Regions from separate parts of the Hordeum vulgare genome. Here regions 2 and 3 are each linked to region 1. A link is a contact called in public HiChIP or PLAC-seq data. All regions are on one chromosome and are shown on one strand. Each heading gives the region's core, a stretch centred on a gene start, on an enhancer-like site or on the middle of the called end of the contact. The rest is flanking DNA. Distances are from core to core; before and after follow the strand shown.

Region 1 (3,644 bases), core at 769-3,268:
GAATTTTCCATAATCGTGATTCTCTAGAATCCAGGGTGAAAAGAACTGGGCCTTACTCCACCACTCGGCGGCGGAGTAAAAATTATTCACGCTCCTCTGCCTCTCCTCCTCCACAATCCCCGCTGCCCCCTCCTCCCCAGTGGCAGGAGATGTCGCAGCTCGACAACCCGCCGCCGGCTGGGGTGGTGACTGCGGTGGTGGTAAGGGACGAACGGGAGACGAGGGAGCAGCTCGCGGCGGAGGCCGCCGACGAGGCGTAGATGGCATGTTTAGGGCCGATTGGCTCGAGCTCACAAAGTTGGAAAGCGATGAGGCAATTTAGTTCATGTTCAAGTTTGAATTAGATTATGTTTCCGTGGAAGTTTGTGTCAAATTTTGGTTTGTTTCAATCGAATCTATGTTTGAACTTATGAGAAATTCTTTTTTACTACACTAAATTTAGGAGTTTGGCTAGGTCCGGCCAAAACTTAGTGGAGTAGGAGTAAGAATACTCCACTAAGTTTACTCCGCCGTTTTGCTCCTCTGTTTTTAGGGGATCGGATAGAGTGCCTACTGACTAATTAAAGTGGCTTCCAATTTCAACACTGACTAAATTGGTATTGGTTAGTGATTTCAATGGTAATGGTTGGATGGCTAATGAAACTATAGAATAGAACCACAGCCAGAAGTCCAAAAGGGCCAAGTGTTGTTTGGTTACCTTTTTTGGAATGCCAGAATTTAAGACAAGGCTCCCTTAACCATTCGGCAGTGCATCGGTGGAGAACACCATGAGCCCGTGACCATGGGGGGCAAACACATGGCATGGGTTGGAGTAATGACAACTTGGATAGAGGACACAAGGGCTGGAGTAGTTGCCAGCTGTGAGGAAGACGGGGAAGTGGCAGCATTGGAGGTGGTCGGTGAGGAACCTCCAGCGGCAGAGGCAGCCGGTGGGGAATGAGAACAGGAGGAGGCGGCTGTTGGGAGAACCCCCAGCAGGGGCAGTGGTTGGCCAGGACTCGCGGTGTTCGTTGGAGACCGGCAATGATGTCGGAAGTTCATACATAAAGGGATAAGACTCAATTTCCACCTAATATGGAGAAGGGAGGCTCTGATTTTGGAAGCCCTTGTTTAGTTGCGCTATATGACTCTGTAGTAATGGGCCTCAATTCCAATGCGCAATTCCGAATACATCCAAGCAGCCGAGTCGACAAGGCTCAGTTCCAGTTCTCCAATTCCTTGCCACAATACCAACATCCAAACAGGCCTAAGGTATTTTGGAGGTGACCACACAAGCAGCATACGAAGCAGAACTCTCAATTACTGCAGTAGACATGTATGGATTCATATCCCAAAAAAAGGCATGTATGAACTCTTTTCCCTGGTCTACGAAAGCCAAAAAGGATCCATTTTCATCCGCATCAATAAACAAAATTTATAAGCGGGCAACAAAATCAATGCTAGTGCACGAACCCAGATCAACCCCAAAACAATCTTTTTATTCGTCTACAGATCCACATCAGAAAATATTTATACACTTATATGCTCCATCCTAATCCAGTTCCAACCAACCGCCAGCCCCAATCTATTAAGAAAAATAGAAACTTTTTCTTCTAAAACGATCAGAACAACGACGGGGGCAAACCCTAAACAGTCCTAAAAATCCAATTTTGAGCAAGAGATGTCATCCGAGGCTTTAAGCAGGCCAGACGAAGGTGAAGAACAGGGTTGCAGAGGCACAAACTCGTTTTGGCTCGCTGCCGCCGGAGCCACACCGACCGGCACATGGCTTTTCTCTTCGGATCCCCAGAGCTGCTCATCATGGGCTTGAGAGGACGACGTGCGATGCGAAGGCGGCCGAGTAGACGAGAACATCTAGGGAAGGCGGAAGTGTGGGATCAGATCGGCGGCGGTGCTCTACTGCTTTACAGGATGAGTTTGGGGGCGGTCAAACCTCCCAATTTATTAATGGGGTCGTGTTCGATTTGGCCCAAATCCGTCTTGAAGGGTCGTGTTCGTTCTCCGGGAGCACCTAACTGTTGGAAGCCTGCCGCTGGGGCCACAGGACCAAGTCCCACTAGCGCCGAGTCCTACGTACAGCACAAGACGTGCTCCACTTCGGTTACTCCATGATCTGCACGTCACTTGTATAGCTGGGCAGTTAGGATACTCTTGTACTGTACTATTTAACCCCTTCGTAGGCATGTATGAAAGGTACTGTGTGTGCATAATTCCTCAATCCAACTTGATAATCAGAGCCTCCTTCCTGCTAGCCCTCCATGGAGACCGACGACTCTTCCTCCTCCAGCGCCCACAACGGCACCACCTCTCCGCTTTCGCCCCTAGTGATCGCCCCCGATCACACCCTCCCCGTTGCTTCCGCACCACCCGCCCCTGCGCCCGCCGCCATGACTATGCTGCCTCTTGCCCCACCACTCCCCACGGCGGCTCCTTCTCCTCTCGCCGACGTCCCTTCCATCCACAATCTCACCAACATCAGCACCCTCATCCCCTTCAAGCTGGACGTTCAGACCGGCAGCTACTCCAAATGGCGCGAGCTCTGGCGCTGCGTCCTTTCCATGTATTCGGTCGCCAGCCATGTCGCCCACTACTCTGATCCCGCCCTACAGACTCCGGCCTGGCGCCATGCCGATCTCACCCTGCTCCTCCTCATCTACGCCACCATCACCGACGCTCTCTACGAGGTCATAGGCGGCGACGGCAACACCGCGTATCGGGCCTGGGCAAAGCTCGACGAGTTCTTCCTCGCCCACCAGCCCGCGCAGGCCGTCCACTTCACGGCCGCCTTCCGCGCCCTCACTCAAGGCGATCTGCGGATCGCCGAATACTGCGGGCGCCTCAAGGCACTCGCGGACAACATGGCCGACGTCAACGAGCCTGTGACGGACCGGACTCTCACGCTCCAACTACTCCATGGCCTCTCTCGCACGTACCAGGTGATCGCTACGGTCCTCCCCATGCAGACTCCCTTCCCCACGTTCACCCAAGCTCGCTCCCGGCTCCTCCTCGAGGAGCTCAACCTGGATGCACGTGACCGCGCCGATGGCTCCAGTGCTCTCGCCCTCGGGCTCGGCGGCGGTGGGCTTCCTGGGAACGATCGTGGCGGCAGCTCCCCCGAGAACGACACCAGCGGCGACCGTGGGAAGGCATCCATGGACCGTGGCGGCAATAGCAGTAGCGGCGACGGCGGTCACCCTGACCGTGGACGCGGCGGCGCCGGCGGACGTGGTCGTGGCCGCGGTTACAACGGTGGGCGCGGTCACCCTAGTCCCTCCGCTGACGGGGCTCCGGCGCAGACGCCCTGGATGGGGTACTTTGCGCCCTGGGGTGCGCCTTTCCCTCCGGCCGGCGTGCGCGCCTTGGGTCCCTCCCAACGCCGCCGGCGTTCTTGGCCCCAGGCCCGGTGCCCCACAGCAGGCCTACCATGTGTTCTACAGCAGCTCCCCCGCGCGTCCTGCACCACCACCACAACAACCCTCCTGGGATCCGGCGGCCCTCTACTCCACCATGAACTAGATGACCCTGCAGCCGCCCGGCAATGCCGACTGGTACCTCGACACCGGGGCCTCCTCCCACATCACGGGCAACGCAGGTAACCTCGACATGTCTTGTTCTGTCTTCGAGCAGCATCCTCCTATCATCGT
Region 2 (3,644 bases), core at 336-2,835, 440 kb after region 1:
GAGAGATGATGATGGTGATCCTAAAAAGAAACAATGTTAAGCACGTGACCCTAGAACTACGCGAATGACTTATAAACCGGGACGGAGGTAGTATCAAGGTTGTCCACTAGTCCACCATCGCGATGGCTTACATATCGGCAACAATTACTCCCGCAAAGTAACCGTACTATAGTACGATCTTAGAATAATCCACACATCCGTGATGCATGTTGTTCGAGGCACGAACATCATCACCAAGAAGCCTAAAAAGCAGAGCAATTAGGCTGCAAAACGACGATACTACCTACCTTATCCCGCGAAACCTGCTTTGGATCCACCAAAGCTAACTCAAAACTAAACCCACAATTTGCATCGTGATGATACGGCATGATGAGCCTTAATTACGAGTATACATTCGATCCCATTCCTTTTGTTTATGTAGAGAGTATATGTACCCAACCGTAATCCTGCAACAGTATTCGGCACGCAGGCCCACCAAAGCCATCGCCATCCACACGAATCTGACACCAGTACTTGCAACTGGAGACCGGGACACACGAGCACGTCCAAACGCACGTCCCGTATGGCCGCATGCCACGCGCACTGATCCACCCGGCGCTGTCACGCACAGACCCCGCTGTCTCCCGCCATCCTCTCGACCGCGCGCCACAGGCGCCGGGTCTCGGCGAGCGCGTCTTCGGCGGGCAGTTCGGCGCGGCAGCACGGGCAGGTGTTGCGGCGCGCCAGCCACCGCAGCGCGCACGGCCAGTGGAACCGGTGCCCGCACGGCCGCAGCCCGCACACCCCGCCGCGTCCGGGCGCCATCTCCTCCCTGCAGATCGCGCACGGGGTCCCGTCCCCGGGCGTGGTCGGCAGCGCCAGCACTGTCGCCTGCGACGCGCCTCCGCGCCCCACGCCGTCCTTGCTGCTGCCGCCGCCGGCGCCAGCCACCGCGCGGTCCTCCGACACGACGTCCGCGAACCGGCGGCACTTGGCGGCCGCGTCGAGGTAGGGCGCGACGGTGGCCCAGGGCGTGCCGCCGAGACCGGAGATGGAGAGCGCGTTGCGCACCGCGTCGTCGACGAGCAGTGCGTGCCAGTCCACGGGTGAAGCGGAGGATGCCGCCGGGGAGTAGGAGTCGCACATGGCCACGAGCAGGAGCGCGGCGTCGAGGTCGGGCGTCGGGAGGCGGAGGAGGTGGTGGGAGCCGTCGGGGGAGAGCGCCGGGAGGAGCATGAGGAGTGAGCGGAGGAGCACGCGGCCGAGCAGCGCGGCCTTGGCTGGGAGAGGCATAGAGCGGAGCCGCGCGAGGGCGCGGGCGAAATGTGGCGGGGAGAGGAGGAGGAAAGCGAGGCGGCCGCGCTGCCGGCGCGCGTCCGCGGCAATCGCCCGGACCAGCGAAGGGAACTGCACGGACATGGATGAGAGGAGGGCGGCCATTATGGTTTCGGACGAGGAAAGGGTCGGCGAGTGGGCATGGCTGGCCTCCATCGGGATCGCGGGCAGTTTTGGAGGAGTGGACAGTGGAGTGAGATGGTGGGAAATCTGTATTTTGCACGGCCTTTTATATACTGAAAGTTTTGGAGGGCAATGAAGCGTGTGTGGGAACTTGTGTTAACATGGGATGTCGCACTGGTGTAACGTACTACTCTCCCTCCGTTTCTAAATATAAACCTTTATAAAGATTCAACTAATAGACTACATACGGATGCATATAGACATATTTTAAAGCATAGATTCATTCATTTTGCTTCGTATGTAGACACCTGGTCAAATATCTTAAACGACTTATATTTTGGTACGGAGGGAGTACTATCTTCATCTTAAAATAAATTACTGAAAAATAATTCAACTTTATACTGATTACAGTATAAAGTTGAATCATTTTTGTGTCGTTTATTTTGAGACGGAGGGAGTATCATTTAAAGCATCTACAACCGTAAGACCGGCGTTTGGGCCGGATTTGTGAGGTCCGGTTGGGTGCGGGTTTTACATTCGGTTAGTGACCGGATAACCCGTTGGGGGGTTCGAGATGAATATGAAAATTCGGTTGTAGATGCTATTACATCCATCGAGTATTCGCAATCGAAATAGTGGATCCTTATCTCCAACCTCAAAACGGATATGGTATTGTGCACAAACCGATGAGGACCAGTCCACGCGCGTTGATACAAGAGCCAACCATCCAGAGATGTTCTTAAATGTCTGCCAAATTTAATCAATTTAAAATTCAGACACGCACAATCATATAGCACGCGATTGGTCACATATCACCTCCGTCACAACTAAAAAGAGACAAGTATATCTAGTTCTTACATGCCCAATCACAAAAAATATCAGCCGGCAATCTACGCAAAAATTGGCATGTTGGACCGGCAATCCGAGCTTCATCGCTTACTCTATCGTTGTCGCCTTCTCAATCGCCTTCTCCGCCTCTGGTTGATCTTTTTGTCGCTTCAACATCTTGAAACGAATGGCTTGCGCGATCATCCTTGCATTGTCATCCAAATCATCAATCTTCAAGGTTACTATATCCGCCTCTACACAATTGTAGCATCGATAATAAACAATTATTATGAACAAGGAAATATATTAATAACTAATTCATTATTGCCTCTAGGGCATATTTACAACAGTCTCCCACTTGAACCAGAGTCAATAATCTACGTCACATCACTATGTGATTCACACCCAATGAGTTGTGGGGTTTAATCATGTTTGCTTGTGAGAGAGGTTTTAGTCAATAGATCTGAACCTTTTAGATCCGTGTGTGCTTTACAAGTCTCTATGTCATCTTGTAGATGATGCTACCACGCTTCATTTGGAACTATTTCAAATGATTGCTCCACTATACGAATCCGGTTTGCTATTCAGAGTCATTCGGATTGGTGTCAAAGTTGCATCGACGTAACCCTTTACAACAAACACTTTTATTACCTCCATAATCGAGAAACAATTCCTTAGTCCTCAAGTTACTAAGGATAATTCTGACCGCTGTCCAGTGATACATTCCAGGATCACTCTTGCACCCCCTGACAGGCTCATGGCAAGGCAGACATCACGCGCGGTACACAACATGGCATACTATAGAGCCTACGACTAAGGCATAGGGGACGACCTTCGTCCTTTTTCTTTCTTCTACCGTGGTCGAGCTTTGAGTCTTACTCAAATTCACACCTTACAACAGTTTCAAGAACACCTTTTTTGACCGATCTATTTTGAACTCATTCAAAATCTTGTCAAGGTATTGTTGGAAATATGCCCTACAGGCAATAATAAATTGGTTATTATTATATTTCCTTATTCATGATAATTGTTTATTATCCATGCTATAATTGTATTGATTGGAAACTCAAATACATGTGTGGATACATAGACAACACACTGTCCCTAGTGAGCCTCTAGTTGACTAGCTCGTTGATCAAAGATAGTCAATGTTTTCTGGTCATAGACAAGTGTTTGTCACTTGATAACGGGATCACATCATTAGGAGAATGATGTGATGGACAAGACCTAAACTCTGAACGTAGCATATGATCGTGTGAGTTTATTGCTACTGCTTTCTGCATGTCAATATATCTGTTCCTATGACCATGAGATCATGCAACTCCCGGACATCGGAGGAATACCTTGTGTGTATCAAACATTGCAACGTAATTGGGGGA
Region 3 (3,644 bases), core at 588-3,087, 310 kb before region 1:
AATTACTGATTACTGAGTACAAAATTATCCTGTAAAATTTCGTCATATTTTGGCCGCATGAATTTCTCATGCAAGATGGGGATGGCTAGTGTCCGCTTGAACAGCATGGCACCAAGTTCCCGGCATAGAAATGCAACAAGCAAGATCCGCAAGCCACATGCATAAAGCCAAAAAAAAAGGGCGCACGCAATCAAACGGAGATGCTCATTTAAGCTGCAAAAGTGCACTGCAAGCAACGTATAATAAGTAAAAGAAAAGAAAAAATAACAATGGACAATGGATGCTGCCGACATTAAGAACACATTATTTGGACCATCCATAGAAAAGCGCTTTAAACTTCATGCAAATGCAGTGATGCTAATTTAGGTGCTTCGAACCAGTACTCCTGATCACAAGAAAAGCCCCTCGGAAAGCATAGGATAAGCATGAACATTCTACCACCAACAACAAAGAGCTATCGTTTCTGAGTAAGATCTGAAATCTCTTATTGTACCTTCTCAGCGAGCATCTGATGCAGCACCCTCACAACCTGCGCGCCCGCCGAGTGCCCCACGAAGTGCACCGGGTTCTGCTCGTCCCACACCGGATAATGCCCTGCCCACAATTAGAAACCGCAAATGAAGAACTCTAAATACAAACTCATGCGAGGCCATAGTGCCGCAGTGATGTTGTGTTCGTCCAAATCCTCACCAGTGTCATAGATCCTGCCGAAGCGAGTGTGCCCATAGACCTGGCTGTGCTCCACGCCGTAGTCCACCTGTCCCCCCTTGAGGTAGTAGAACAGCTCCCGCGCCCTGCAGAACCACCAGATTCCCCAACAATCAAATTTCCAGTCAATACACTATACTAGTACTAGCTAGATTTAATAATTAATAATCATAAGCGAATTCAGGATAGCTCATCAGGATTTAAATGGGTGTCCAAGTCCAACCACCAAATGATCAAACAAGTTTGGTAATTTCCCTAGCCACCCACCTGTCATGGATGCTGGTGAGCGACCCCAAATCCGGCACGAGCACGCGGTCGTCCTTCTTCTCGGCGCCGGCGAAGTAGGACATCCCGCCGAGCCTCTGCGCGCAGACAAAAAAAATAAAGGAACGCGTGAGCACGCCTCGCCGGCATTTGAGCGAACACCCGCCCACCCGCACAAGGAGGGACCGCAGGTACGTACCCCCTTGCCGAAGCCGAATATGCCGTGGACGAGGACGATGGGCGGCGGCGAGCCGTCGAGCACGACGGGCGCGGCGCCCTGGCGCTCCTCCTCCTCCCCCGCGGCAGCGACGTCGACGAGCCCCGCGGCCGGGGGCGGGCGGCGCAGCAGCGGGCACCCGGACGCGGCGGCGGCCTGCGAGATGTCCGCCGCGACGGCCGTGCTGAACACGTAGAAGCCGAAGAGCAGGTGCACGGCCGCGCTGACCCCGAGCTCCACCAGGCCCAGGATGAACCTCGCCATCGCCCCCCGCCAACAGGCCGCGAACCGGGCGGCGGCGCGCTTCCCCCCCTCCTCCTCCTCCTCTTGCCTCCCCGCGGGAAGAGGAAGAGGAACGGGGGGAGCAGGAGAGGAGCCGGTCACGCCTCCGGGTCGGTCGCGGCGCGTCTTCGTTTTATTCCTCCCCTCCCCTCTCCTCCGTCGCTGGCGTGGCGAGGCAAGGCAAACCGCTGGCTGTCGCGCGCCCTCAGCGTCCTCGCCGTCTCGCGCTGGTGCGTCCGTCGCGCGAGGTTCTCCGTCCGTCCCCTCTTGCGCGTCGCTAACTTTGGGGGCCAGGCTATAATCGTACGGTTTTTTTTGCTATTTATAAACGCGTCGCATCCACCGATCGACCATGTGTGCGACGGACGGGGTGCGGGTCGGAGCGGGGGGTTGGGTCTTGGCTGGGGAAGGATGGGTGGCCGCCTCGCCCTATAGCTCGCGGTGTGGGCGTGTGGCTGCCCGCGGTTGGTTGGTTGGTGGCTGATCTCGTCTCGTCTCGTCTCGTCTCGGGGTTTGGCGTGCGTGGATGGGGCTTGGCGTCGCAGCAGCAACCTTTGGCTGCCGCGGATTGCGCGGCCACTGGCCAGTAGGGCGTGGCCGCGTATCACCAGTTGGCACCTGGTAGGGGGCAGTCGCCAGTCGGGACCCGCCAGCGTTGCGTTGCGTTGCTGTTGGGCCATTTGTGTGGCAGGAACAGTGGGTGCATTACCCAGTTTTTTTTTCCGGTGGGCGAGAAGGTTCTCGACGAACCACGAGTTTGGCAGCTGCTTCTGAGAATCCGATTTTTACAGGCGAGAGGCAAGGCAGTACAACTAATTGGAAAACATTGGCATGAAATCTACACGCTGTCAGATAAAAAAAACATAGCGTGCTACGTAAGTATTTCCATAATGTTTCCTTTTGTACAACACGCGACGCAAATTACTACTCTCTTCGTTTCTAAATATAAATCATTTTAGAAATTTTAATATGTGTCCACATACGAAGCAAAATGAATGAATCTATATTCTAAAATATATCTATATACATCCGTATATTATTCCGTAGTAAAGCCTCTTAAAAGACTTATATTCAGAAACGGAGGGAGTAGCATATATGTGGGCTCACTATTGTGTGATTAGGAATAAGTGGCATCAGACTTTTTGAATGGAGTGAAAGGTAGTATGTCTCTTATGCAAGTAAGGAGGTTTTAAGCAAGTGTGTCGCACAAGCCATTACAACGTATGTCATCAGCATTTTCAAGCTCCTTTTTTCTGTTTGTGATGATCTTTCGAAAATGATGAGACAATATTGATGGAGAGCGGAGTACAGACGATGGAAGATTGCATGGACGGCCTGGGATAAATTATTATTGCCAAAATCTAAAGGAGGTATTGGTTTCCGTGATATGAGGGCATATAATCAGGCTTTGCTAGCCAAGCAAGCCTGAGGGCTACAGCCCGTGAGTCTCTTTGTGCATGGCTCCTACGTGCAAAATACTACCCAAATGGGAGTATAGTAGAGACGGTCTTCCCTAGCAATGGTTCGACCGTGTGGGAAGGAATTGAGCATGGTTTGCCTTTAGTAAAAAAGGGGTACGCTTTCGCGGGTGTGGAGTGGTGAACACATATGGGTTTGGAGAGACCCTATATTCCTCGAGGTCTGCCATACAAGCCCATTCTACCGGGAAGGAATTGTCGTTTGGCTAGGGTAGTTGAATTCCTTGATGATCATGGTAATTGGCGGTCTGATCTTCTGCATTAGTACTTCTTTAGGCGGATGTGGATTCAATCTTGAGGATCGAGACATCCCCTCGACAACATGATGATTTTGTCTCTTGGCCCTGGGATAGGTCCGGTCAGCTCACAGTGAAGAGTGCATATAACTTCTCCATGTCAGGCCATTATGATCAATTCAGCCCTTGAGCATCAAGTGCGGCATCGTATGGTGCAAGATCCTCAGGGAAATTAGTGTGGGGTGCAGCAGTTCCTCCTAAGATGAAACACTTTACATGGCAATTAGCTTCGGGATCACAACCCATAAATGAGGTGAAGAACAGAACACATATGGGAACGACGGGACATTGTAGGTTGTGTGATCGTGAAAAGGAATCTTCATTCCATGCGTTGTTGGTACGTTCTAATGCAAAAACAGTATGGGACGCTATGAGTAGTTAGTCATCACTACCAAATCA

What was found. HiChIP or PLAC-seq counts read pairs in DNA pulled down with a chosen protein or histone mark.
Region 2: a contact with region 1 is called in an H3K4me3 HiChIP or PLAC-seq map of embryo, with 10 times the contacts expected there. The contact joins the promoter of LOC123412506 here to the promoter of LOC123399834 in region 1. A contact is called at or near these places in 1 of 6 Hi-C or Micro-C datasets (seedling) and 1 of 1 datasets of contacts at active chromatin or transcription factors (embryo).
Region 3: an H3K4me3 HiChIP or PLAC-seq map of embryo shows a contact between it and region 1, with 9 times the contacts expected there. The contact joins the promoter of LOC123441358 here to the promoter of LOC123399834 in region 1. A contact is called at or near these places in 2 of 6 Hi-C or Micro-C datasets (leaf and seedling) and 1 of 1 datasets of contacts at active chromatin or transcription factors (embryo).

The regions. Positions count from the first base shown.
Region 1 is chr1H:414,264,250-414,267,893 of MorexV3_pseudomolecules_assembly, reverse strand. LOC123399834 (FBD-associated F-box protein At5g56370-like) reads right to left here and starts at 2,018. Exons shown (of 5, transcript XM_045094219.1): 1 at 1,724-2,018. The coding sequence starts at 1,802.
Region 2 is chr1H:413,825,039-413,828,682 of MorexV3_pseudomolecules_assembly, reverse strand. It overlaps LOC123412506 (E3 ubiquitin-protein ligase SGR9, amyloplastic), which reads right to left and starts at 1,585. Exons shown (of 3, transcript XM_045105462.1): 1 at 1,185-1,585; 2 at 1,092-1,182; 3 at 128-1,090. The coding sequence starts at 1,470. The coding sequence ends at 601.
Region 3 is chr1H:414,573,293-414,576,936 of MorexV3_pseudomolecules_assembly, reverse strand. It overlaps LOC123441358 (lipase-like), which reads right to left and starts at 1,837. Exons shown (of 8, transcript XM_045117832.1): 1 at 1,172-1,837; 2 at 976-1,070; 3 at 691-794; 4 at 494-594. The coding sequence starts at 1,453.